Regions from separate parts of the Mus musculus genome. Here region 2 is linked to region 1. The links are chromatin contacts, called in public HiChIP or PLAC-seq maps. All regions are on one chromosome and are shown on one strand. Each heading gives the region's core, a stretch centred on a gene start, on an enhancer-like site or on the middle of the called end of the contact. The rest is flanking DNA. Distances are from core to core; before and after follow the strand shown.

Region 1 (5,460 bases), core at 357-2,856:
ATCTTACATGTGAGTGTGACAGGGCAGGACAGGGCAGAGCTTCTTTCATCTGTAGTCTTGCTCAGGCCATGTCAGGTTTAACTAGAATTTGATCTCCTTGATGGAGAATCCTGTAGAAAACTGCCCAACTCTATTCCAGGACCAGAGGCCAAGACGCCCCCAGCTAACTTACCTTAGCTGCTCTTTAACTGCTTGCTTCTGCAAACCTCCCCTGCAGCTACAGAGGGAGACAACAGGATATAACTTTTGCTTCTAAAAGCCCCTTGGTCTAAATGCTCCAGGCTACACTTAAACCCTGAATACCTGAGAATAGCCGCTGGAATAGACTTTGTCATTTGAGACATTTTCTCTATGTGGCCCTGGCTATCCTGGGAAAGAAAGACTTCCAATTGGCTATAAACTGTGTCTGAGTGGTCATCTCTGGTGGGCTTCCCGGAAGGGCAAACTTTATTTTTAAGAGGGTAAAATCAGGAGATTAAAACACCAAAGGACAGGAAGTGCATTTGGTTTTAACTCCAGTGGTGTCAATGTCTTTCCCCCACTAGTTGGGGTAGGACCTCACAGTCTTAATTCAGTCTGGCATGCATGAAAAGATGGGACCACAGATGAAGGGAACGGGGTCGCGGCTCAAACGACAAAGAGTCACTGCTGCAAGCCATCTAATCCCAGGAACACAGCAGTGGGCCTTTGGGGAAACAAGGGTTTACTGGGTAGGGGGATTAAAACGTTTGTGTAAAAATCTTAAACGGTGCAAGAGATAAAGATTCGAATTCCCTGTCCTAAATACAAGTTTTATGGTAGGCAAAGACATATATGATAATTCTTACAATTGAGCAGCAGTAATACGGCTGCGGGTGGGACTCTTGTACCCAGCCCGCTATCTGCATTCTTGAGGTATACTCAATATTAACTGCCTTCCATAAACAAAAGGTGCAATCTGGAAGTCGGAGCTAGACCCGACGCCGCTGCGCGAAGGACTGGGTCTGTAAAGGGCCGATGTGATTCCTGCACACAGTTGAACACAGGACGGAGGGGTCCATGCAGTGGGGAGGGCAAGAGCCCGAGACAGCTGCAAGACCTAAAACAGACATAGTTACCTAAAAATAGGCTAGTAAAGGCGCGTAGGACAGCCTGAGTCTGCGCGACCGGCCCGCGCGCGCCTGCGCACTGCTGGCTGCGCCTGTGCCCTCCCGGGCGAATGGCAAATCACGCCTAGGCACTGCTGAACCCGAGGGGTCCGCGGGTGGACTCCGCGGGCGGGCGCCTGGGGTCCGGAGCATTGTGGGAAAGCGATGCTGAGGCCACGTGACACGCCCCCACTTATCAGCGCGCAGGCCGCACTTTTGCTGTCGGCTTCAAACAAACTACCTAGCGGGGTCGGGCGACTCCGGCCCGCCCCTCGGCCGGGGTCGCGCCCGCAGGGGTGGGGGGCCAGGGGGCGGGGCGATGCGGCGGAGTGACAGCTCGCCGTGCCTATTCGGGAGCAAGGGCTGGGGCGCTGGCGCGCGCGGTGGGCCTAGACAGCCAATGGAGGCTGGGGGCGGCCCGGCTGGCGGGGAGGCGCGGGGGGAGAGGGGGCGGGCTCCAATCCGGTTCCATCCGGTTCTCCCACCGCCCCCGCGACGGGTCGCAGCAGTTCGTGTGGTGGTGGCGGCGGCGGCTTGGCAGTGCGGCTCCTCGGTGACAGATCCGACGACGCACGCGTCTCCCACCCCGCGCCGCCACGATGCCCAAGAGGAAGGTGAGTGCGGCGGGGCCGCGGCGCCCGCAGGGTTCGGGTCTGAGGGGCTCTGGAATCTTCGCGGGGTGCGGGCGGCTGGGCGTGACGTCACGCGGCCGCATTGTTCTCCGCTGTGCTTTCTCCTGCAGGTTAGCGCGGATGGAGCCGCCAAGGCGGAGGTGAGTGCGGGCCTCGGGTGGGCCGGGCGGATCGGGGCGGGCGGTGGGGTGCCGCTCACATGCGCTGCTCACCCCGTCTTTCTCTCCGCAGCCCAAGCGCCGCTCCGCGAGGCTGTCGGCCGTAAGTACCGCGCTCGGTCCGGGCCGGGACGGGAGCGAGCGGGCCGGGCCCAGCTCGCCCGCTCAGCGCCTCACACCCCCTTCTTTTATTAATTTATCTCTTGCCAGAAGCCCGCCCCTGCCAAGGTGGACGCGAAGCCGAAAAAGGCCGCGGGAAAGGTAGGTTTCGAAAAGGTGTCCAGGCAGGCCGCTTAGTTGAGGTTGTTCTAAGTGTTGGGGAGGTTTCTGGAAGGTGGGTGGGGGCGGCATGTAGTCCGTTCGCTCATCCGCAGCGACATGGCCTTTGCAGACGACCTGAGTTCAGTTCCCAGCACCCACAGGACAGCTCAGAAACATCCGTCCCTCCAGTTCCCAGAGGATCCGTGCCCTTTTCTGATTCCCAGCAGCAGGTACACGGTGCACATACGTACATGCAAAACACAAAAACTCAAGAGCCTGTATGAGCCGAAGATGACTCACTGGTTAAGAATGCACAATGCTCTTACAGAGGGACCTGAGTCTCTTGAGTGACAGCTCCAAGGGATAAGAGGATCTGATAACCTCTTCTGGCTTCTGCAGACACAGCCCGAGCATGCACAGACGCATAAGTATGCACGTTGTTTAAAAGTAAAGTTTCCCCGCCCAGGACGTTTTATGGAGCAGAGTAAAAATGGAGGAACTGTTTTCCCCATAGTTAGTTGGCGTTTTACCTTAAATGTTTGTGTGTATTTTGCCTGTGTGTGTGGGTAGGTGCATTTTGGAGGCCAAAAGAGGACTTAGAGTTAATAGTTTGGAGCTGCCAAGTGAGTGCTGGGAATTGAACCTGGATCCTCTGGGAGAGCAGCTGAGTACTTAACTTAGCCAGGGAACCGTCTATCTCTCAAGTCATAGTTTGTGATCTTTTCAAATACAGCTTCAAGGAATGGTGGTAATGTGGACTAGACTTTCTTGGGCTAGAGCAGGGCAGCAATCCTGACATGAAGACTGCCTGAGGGTCTAAGGAGTGTCTGTATATTTCTGTCCCCCGTCTCTTCTGTATGTATAAACTTGGGCATTCGTACCTATTTCCCTCTAATGTTTTTGTTTATATTTTGAGCTGCTTATAAAGTTTAAGATAAGAGCAGTTTAGGCTTGACTTAAGTAGGTTTGCTGCAGCAATTAACCATTTTCTTCTTTTGGGCAATGAGTTGGTAAGTGTTTTGTCTTTCCTTTTGCCTGCCTTCCAGTCCCTCTTACCTAATGGGGTGACATGCATGCATCCTGACACCTGGCCACCATGCTTAAGAAACAGATTTCCTTTGGCTTTCCCAAAGAAAAACTTGGGAGAAGGGCTTCATTTTTATATTTCCGCTAAACTTTTATGCCTAGTTTCTTTAATTACCTAACTAGTAGTATACACTTGGGTCACTCTTTAGAAGTAAACATTTCAAAGGCTTAATCATACATATAGCTTACAGGTATCTTATGTATACATATTTGGGAAGGTGGGCTTTCATGTGTGGCCCTAACTAGCCTCGAACTCAAGAGAGCTTTGCTTGCCTCTTTCGAATTAGTGCTGGGATTAAAAGTGCATCATTACACAGAGCCCAGGCATTTTATGCTTTTTTGCTGGTGCAGGGATCATACCCAAGTGGGCATCTGGCAATAATGGATAAATAGCCACTCTACTATAAGGTGCTACACACAGACACACACACATTGTTACACCGTGGTTTGCTTGTTTATATTGAGACCCTTTAAGGTGTGAAATCACCAGTACCCATAGGGGGTTTGGCTTTTATTGCATTTGCTTATTGGAGTGCTCTTATGCCACAGCCTGTGCAGATCAGAACTGTTCATTCTCACTTCCATGTACATGTGGAGAACTCAGGTCTTAGGCTTGATGTTTAAGTTATGTCCTCATGAGCTGGGCAGTGGTGGCGCACGCCTTTAATCCCAGCACTCGGGAGGCAGAGGTGGATTTCTGAGTTCCAGGACAGCCAGGGCTACACAGAGAAACCCTGTCTCAAAAACCAAAAAAAAATAAAAACCCAAAAGTTATGTCCTCATGATAATATCTATGCCTTACAGATTCTTTAAGCAAATAAAAATAACTCAAAAATTGATTTTTGTAGTTATCAAGCAAGGAAGAAACTGGCAGATAGCATGACTTACAGGAAGGTGCATGAAGGCAAATAGTCTTCCATGTGTGGGTACAAGTCTTGTCAAGCCAGTGGCTGTTGTGTGGCAACTAGATTATTCATGCTTAAAAGAATTTGAGGACCGGTAGGGTTACAAGCCTTTGCATTAATCTCTCGTGTGTGGTGATGGTGCTGTGGAGAAGTGCAGCGCAGGCTTAAGGTTTAATCCCAGCTAATGACAAGATTTAGAAGTCCTCAGCATACACTGTGTCCTTGTTGGGGTGGATCTCAAATTGTCTAATATGGAGGCTGTGTGAGGTGTCAAGATATCCGAAAAGTTTATAAAATGTCTCTTCTCTTGTTTTAGGATAAAGCATCAGACAAAAAAGTGCAGATAAAAGGGAAGAGGGGAGCGAAGGGCAAACAGGCTGACGTGGCTGACCAGCAAACCACAGAGCTGCCTGCAGAAAATGGAGAGACGGAAAACCAGGTCAGAAGCGTGCGCAGGGGGGCACTGATTCTGCACCGCAGATGTTAAATTGGCTCTTTTGTGTAGCAGATTAAGTTTTTATGGGAATTTTTCTGTACAGTTCTCCATGAATAGGCAGCACAATAATGAACTGTGTTTTATTTGAACTTGTACAAATTAGTGAGAGTAAATAAGAGATTTACCTATGTCAATTTCATTGCAATAGGATGTAGAGCTCATAGAGGTTTTCCCTCGTGTCTTTGTAAGGCTGTGTGGGAACAGGTGAGCTGGTCTCTGCCTTACATTGCAATAGTCAGCTTGCTGTGGTCTCTGAGGCTGCTCTCATGCTAGGATCCTAGTTTGTATATTCTGGGTGCACAAATTATTAGTTATTCCAGTTATGGCAAAAGTAACAGTTTTGTTTTGTCTGAAAAGTAGTTGGTAGTTTAGGGCTGAGTGATAACTTGGTTTGGAAAAATAACAATGATTTCTGTGTTTTTTGTTTTCAAGACAGGGTTTCTCTATGTAGCCCCTGGCTGAGTTAGAACTTGCTCTGTAGCCCAGGCTGGCCTCAAACTCTGCCTGCCTCTGCCTCCCAAACGCTGGGATTAAAGGCATGTGCCGCCACTGCCCAGCTGATTTCTGTCTTTATGAGCTGTGAGAAAAAGACTCAAAAGTGTGGTGCTGGAGAGCTGGCTCAGGCATTAAGAGCATTGGCTGCTCTTGCAAAGGACCAGGGTTCAATTCCCAGCACCCACATGGCAGCTCACTCACAACTGTGTAACTCCCAGTTCCAGGGAATCAATACCCCTTAAACAGACATTCAAGCAAAACACCAATGCACATAAAAGTGCAGTACAAGGTTGAAACAAT
Region 2 (5,460 bases), core at 2,118-4,617, 38 kb before region 1:
TTGGGAAGCTGCTCTCAGGTGAGTTCAGTGACCCCAAGGATTGAGGCCAGGGGGGCCACCATGGGGACAAGGGGTTAGGAGAAGAAGAGAGAGAAAGGGTGCACACAGAGAGAGAAGAGGAGGAGGGCGAGAGAGGTCATGCACACAAAATGCCTGGATTATATAAAGAGGGGTCTCTGAGAAAAGGGCAGCCCAGCCCCTAGGCTGGAAAGTTCAGTGTTGGATGCAGGATATGCCAGGTAGGGACTGAAGGATCCTGGGAGAACATGGAGGCCAGGTCTGCTTTGATATGTAAAATATACAACTCAGTCCCTTTTCCTGGGGTCTGGAACCAAACATTTATGACCCTCGGTCACTACCAATAGCAATCACTGGTGATTCCTCCTTCGTTTGGGATCACCTCCCAATTGTAGATAGAATCTCTTAATAAGCACCACCTGTCAATAAAAAAGCTATGGCCAATGAACTGAGGCAGGAAGTAGGAGGTGGGACATCCAGCAGGGATAGAGAGAATTCTGGGAAATAGTGAGAAGGCACAAGGGCTTTGTCAGGAAACACTGAGGAGATGGATGTACACTAGCAGGTAGCAGAACTCAGGATAGAGTAAAGAGGAGATTTGCCCCAGGGACTCTGAGGAGACAGACATAAGACAAGGAGTGGGGCTGGAGAGATGGCTCAGTGGTTAAGAGCACCAACTGCTCTTCCAGAGGTCCTGAGTTCAATTCCCAGCAACCACATGGTGACTCACGACCATCTGTAATGGGGTCTGATGCCCTCTTCTGGTGTGTCTGAAGATAACTACAGTGTACTCACATACAAGAAGAAGGAAGAAGGAAGAAGAAGGAGGAGGGAGGAGGAGGAGGAAGAAGAAGGAAGAAGAAGGAAGAAGAAGAAGAAGGAGGAGGAGGAAGAAGAAGGAAGAAGGAAGAAGGAGGAGGAGGAGGAGGAGGTGGAAGAGGAGGAGGAGGAGGAGGAGGAGGAGGAGGAGGAGGAGGAGGAGGAGGAAAGAAAGAAGAAGACAACAAAGAAGGGAAACCAGCCACGTAGCTGAACCCGGGTTAGGATACAAGGGAAAATAAGTTAAGAGCAAGTCAGAGAACAAGTCAAAGCTTATGGCATTCATTTGTTAATAAATAATTAGTCTGAGAGTTGTCATTCTGGGAACATGGGCTGGGAGGAAAAACTGGATGTATTTTTTTATATCCACCAGCACAAGTCATCTGGGCAAATGAGTTTAACCTGTAGATGCCTCCACTGTAGTCATCCCTGATAATAAACCAAGGGCAACAGGATAGAAATTTTAAGGGTGTTATATTCTAGACCATTCTCATTATTATGTTGCATAAAACTACTTTCAGACACCAGAGAGATGGTTCAGGGGTTAAGAGCACTGGCTGCTCTTCCAGAGGTCCAGAGTTCAATTCCCAGCAACCACATAGTGAGTCACAACCATCTAAAATGAAGTCTGATGCCCTCTTCTGGCATGAAGTTGTACCTGCAGATAGAGCACTCATAACATAAATTACAAAATCATTTCTAAAAGTTATTTTTAAAAATTACTTTCAGGGCTGGTGAGATGGCTCAGTGGGTAAGAGCACCCGACTGCTCTCCCGAAGGTCAGGAGTTCAAATCCCAGCAACCACATGGTGGCTCATAACCATCTGTAACAAGATCTGACTCCCTCTTCTGGAGTGTCTGAAGACAGCTACAGTGTACTTACATATAATAAATAAATAAATCTTTAAAAAAAAAAAAAAAAAATTACTTTCAAAGCCATGCGGTGGTGGCACACGCCTTTAATCCCAGCACTTGGGAGGCAGAGGCAGGTGGATTTCTGAGTTCGAGGCCAGCCTGGTCTACAGAGTGAGTTCCAGGACAGCCAGAGCTACACAGAGAAACCCTGTCTCGGAAAAAAAAATTACTTTCAAACATCAATGATTTATGAAATGACAATTTTATTTACAGATCTATAGTTTAGGCAGGACTTGCCAGACAGCACATCTGTAGCCCTCCTGGCTTGAGTACAGATGGTTCACAGGCTGGAAGATAAACATGCCAGAAGGCTCACTCCTGTATCTGCACTAGTGCCAATTAACAGCTAAGATCCTAGGTCATTCAGCCGGTATGAACTCCGCCTCGAAGTCACAGAGCCTCTCATCTGCCTCCATTCATGAGTGGAGATGGGTAGTAAACTCCTGCTGTGGAAGAGTGCAGGGACCAGAAAGTGTGCCAATTTCAGGACACTATAATCTACCACATAAGCCCAAGTTCATAATGTCTGGTCCCAAGATCCCAGGATATCTGTTTCTGTACAGTAGCCTCATTTCCAGAGTCATCGCCACAAATCAAAGCCCATCACCGAAGTATGAGATTAACTATGAAGATGGATACCAGCCTCCACAGCTCCCAAGTGAGATGCTGGGGCCTGGGCTTACAGGCAAGCCCCAGAGAGCACCGAACAAGATACCACCTCCTCCCTTCACGCTTAGTTGACGGGATCCCCTGTGAGCTCAGGGTAATCTTGGCTGTGAATCCATCCATGAGCCCTTGTCCTCTGTGGTCTGTGGCAGGATATGTGATCACACTATGAACCCTGAGACTGTGTTATGGTGCGGCTCAGCCCTTAGCACACACCTTTAATCTCAAACAATGAAGGTAAAGTCAGTTTACAAAAGGGAGCACCCGTATTTGAAGGTGACGTCTAATTGAGTGGCAGACAGAGTGATGAATCAGAGAAAGAATTGACAGAATAGGATCTACTTGAGGGAGCCATGCAGAGAGGGGCTCAGTTTTACTGGAATAGCTCTACAGAGACAGGTTGCAGAGAGAACTAGCTAGACACAGGCAAAGACAGAATGAGCCAGAGAATAAAAAGGAGCTAGCAGATTAGAACAGATTGCCAAAATTAGCATGAGGTCAAGCAGAGCAAATCAGTCAGAGACCGAGAGAGAAGCCAGATAGAATCAGCCAGATTGGAAAGGAATTTGAGCCAGAACAGATGGGTTGAGGAGCCAGCCAGAATTCAGAAAAAGCTAGAAAGGGAGGGCTTACTCAGCAGTAAGACTCAGAGGCTGAAAACATTCTAGGTCTAGATAAGGTTGAATAGAGGCTAGAAGCTTCCAGGACTAGGCCTACGTTAGCAGACAAAGAGGTCTCAGAGAGGACAGTTATAGCAGGTGAATAAAAGTTATTTTAACAGTGGTCCCTTTCCTTTCTCTTGGTTAACCACACAAGTATCCTAGATTGTGTGATAAACTGTTACCTTAGCCCGCTTTGGCCCAGCCCAACCTTCTTCCCTATGCCCAAAGGAGACTCTCCCTCATGTTGCTCCCCACTCAGACCTGCATCAGCTCATCAGCAGCCACTCCATCTGCTGCTGAGATAAATCTCAAGCCAAACCAAGAGACAGGACTAAACCTTCCAGCCACCAAAGCATGTGCCCTTGTAAACAAACACTGAAATCTTCACAGAAAGCAGTGTGAGCAACAGTTAGTCTAGGGCTGGAGAGACAGCTCAGCCGTTGTGAGCACTGGCTGCTCTTGCAGAGGAGTCAGGTTTGGCTCCCAGCACCCACATGGCAGCTCACAACCACCTTAACTGGCTCTAGATCTGGTACCTTCTCCTGGCCTCCATGGACCTGGTTATCACAGCTGTAAACTGTTGGCATTTCTAGTCTCTGAGCAAAATGTTAAAATACGACAAAGCAGGAAAGGGAAATATGGACCATAATACGTTGTTTCTGGAGACATACATTCTAGAAAAAAATATTTCTCATCCATGTCCATACATCTCAAAATGTTGTGATTAAATGGAGCATAAAAAATAAAGGATAGGGGGGTGACTCAGTGGTTAAGAGCACCAACTGCTCTTCCAGAGGTCCTGAGTTCAATTCCCAGCACCTACATGGTGTCTCACAACCATCTGTAATGAGATCTGATGCCCTTTTCTGGTGTGTCTGAAGACAGCAGCAGTATACTTACATAAAACATGTAAATCTTTTTTTAAAAAGATAAATAAAGGGACTGGAGAGATGGCTCAGTGGTTAAGAGCACTGACTGCTCTTCTAGAGGTCCTGAGTTCAATTCCCAGCAACCACATGGTGGCTCACAACCATCTGGATTGGGATCTGATGCCCTTTTCTGGTGTGTCTGAGGACAGCTACAGTGTACTCATATAAATGAAATAATCTTAAGAAAAATAAATAAATAAAGGACTGGAATGATTCCTGAAAGGTTAGCAGCACTAACTGCTCTTGCAGAGGACATGGGGTTAACCCAGCACCCATGTGGAGCTCATAATATTAATAACTGCACTTCCAGGGATCTGATGCCCTCTTCTGGCCTTCACAGACACCAAGCTCACACGTGGTGCAGATATAGATAGATATAGATATATGATATAGATATGATATAGATATAGATGACATAGAGATAGAGATGATATAGATATGCTGTAATGTTTCCTTCACTGATATGGAGATGATCTCAGAGGCAGTGGTGGAGCCCAGCAGGGCAGCAGGCTTGTCTCCATGTATAACAGGATTGCATCAGGGTCTTAGTCCTTTTCTTACCGCCCCCCCAACAAGTTAAGACCTTCAAAGCTTTTGCTTTGCCATGATTTAAAACCATTCTTGTTGGGGTTTAAAGCAGAGCAGTGGCCTTGTTGTCAGCCTTACCAGTGTGTGTTGCCCACGTGACAGGTGCCAGCATAAAGGGCTTGATCTCTGCTCTCCAGTACCATGGTCACTAAGTACGGCCAGAGTGACTGAGGACTGGATTTTGATTTTATTTCACTTTTCCCTTACGGACCAGTGACCTCCTCTTGAATTGGTCTTGTAAGTCTAGGTTTATAAAGCAGTTGCTCGCGGGATACTGACACAGTGCTCTTTTCAGGAGAAGGACCGTGAGCTGGAGATCAAAAACATCTATACGAATCGAATACTCAAAAACTTAAATGATAAGGAAGACTATCCGAAAGGTATGGTTTAGTCCCTCCTTCCCAAAAATTTGTTTTCAAGTATCTGCAGGTATTTTCCTAATTTATACAGGCAAAATGGTAGGGCCTTTAACAGGAACTTGACTGGGAGCAGGCATGCATTTTGTGACTTTAGAACAAAATAATGGAGCTGTGATATTGTCACAAAGAACCAGCAATGCTTTTGCTCCTGCTGGGCTCAGTCCCTTCCGCCCCACCTCAGATGAAAGAGACACAAAATAACTGCCCATCGGAGCTCTCTAAGGAGAGCTATATACCAGTGGCTGGCAGCTTCTGAGCATGAAAGTTGTCTGATGTGCATTTTATAACACATACCTACATCAGCCTTCAGGGTCAGTGGATTCAGGCAAATTCTTACAGCCATGTAACCATCACTCTGGTCAAAAGCACATCTCCCACCGCCCACACCACACCCAGGAAGTCCCCCTCTGGCTCTAAGCAGCTGCCCAAGCAGTCTCTGACCTC

Evidence for each region. HiChIP or PLAC-seq counts read pairs in DNA pulled down with a chosen protein or histone mark.
Region 2: an H3K4me3 HiChIP or PLAC-seq map of the SCID.adh cell line shows a contact between it and region 1, with 12 read pairs. The contact joins the enhancer-like site here to the promoter of Hmgn1 in region 1. A contact is called at or near these places in 1 of 39 promoter capture datasets (embryonic stem cells), 3 of 15 datasets of contacts at CTCF or cohesin (embryonic stem cells, large pre-B cells and pro-B cells), 48 of 484 Hi-C or Micro-C datasets (the AML12 cell line, the Ba/F3 cell line, the G1E-ER4 cell line and 14 more), 9 of 115 datasets of contacts at active chromatin or transcription factors (the HPC-7 cell line, the SCID.adh cell line, embryonic stem cells and 1 more) and 3 of 9 other capture datasets (adipose tissue, liver and pancreatic islet).

Annotation. Positions count from the first base shown.
Region 1 is chr16:96,123,871-96,129,330 of GRCm38.p6, reverse strand. Hmgn1 (high mobility group nucleosomal binding domain 1) reads left to right here and starts at 1,606. Exons shown (of 6, transcript NM_008251.3): 1 at 1,606-1,741; 2 at 1,870-1,899; 3 at 1,991-2,020; 4 at 2,128-2,178; 5 at 4,486-4,608. The coding sequence starts at 1,727.
Region 2 is chr16:96,163,433-96,168,892 of GRCm38.p6, reverse strand. It overlaps Lca5l (Leber congenital amaurosis 5-like), which reads left to right. Exons shown (of 11, transcript NM_001001492.2): 7 at 4,893-4,977. Among named protein-coding and RNA genes, the nearest start is that of Get1, 21 kb to the right of the region's middle. Within about 2 kb of position 3,367, at least 6 of the 459 cell types and tissues checked have an H3K27ac peak or open chromatin away from gene starts, as enhancers often do. A contact at or near this core is called in the SCID.adh cell line, where this site is marked.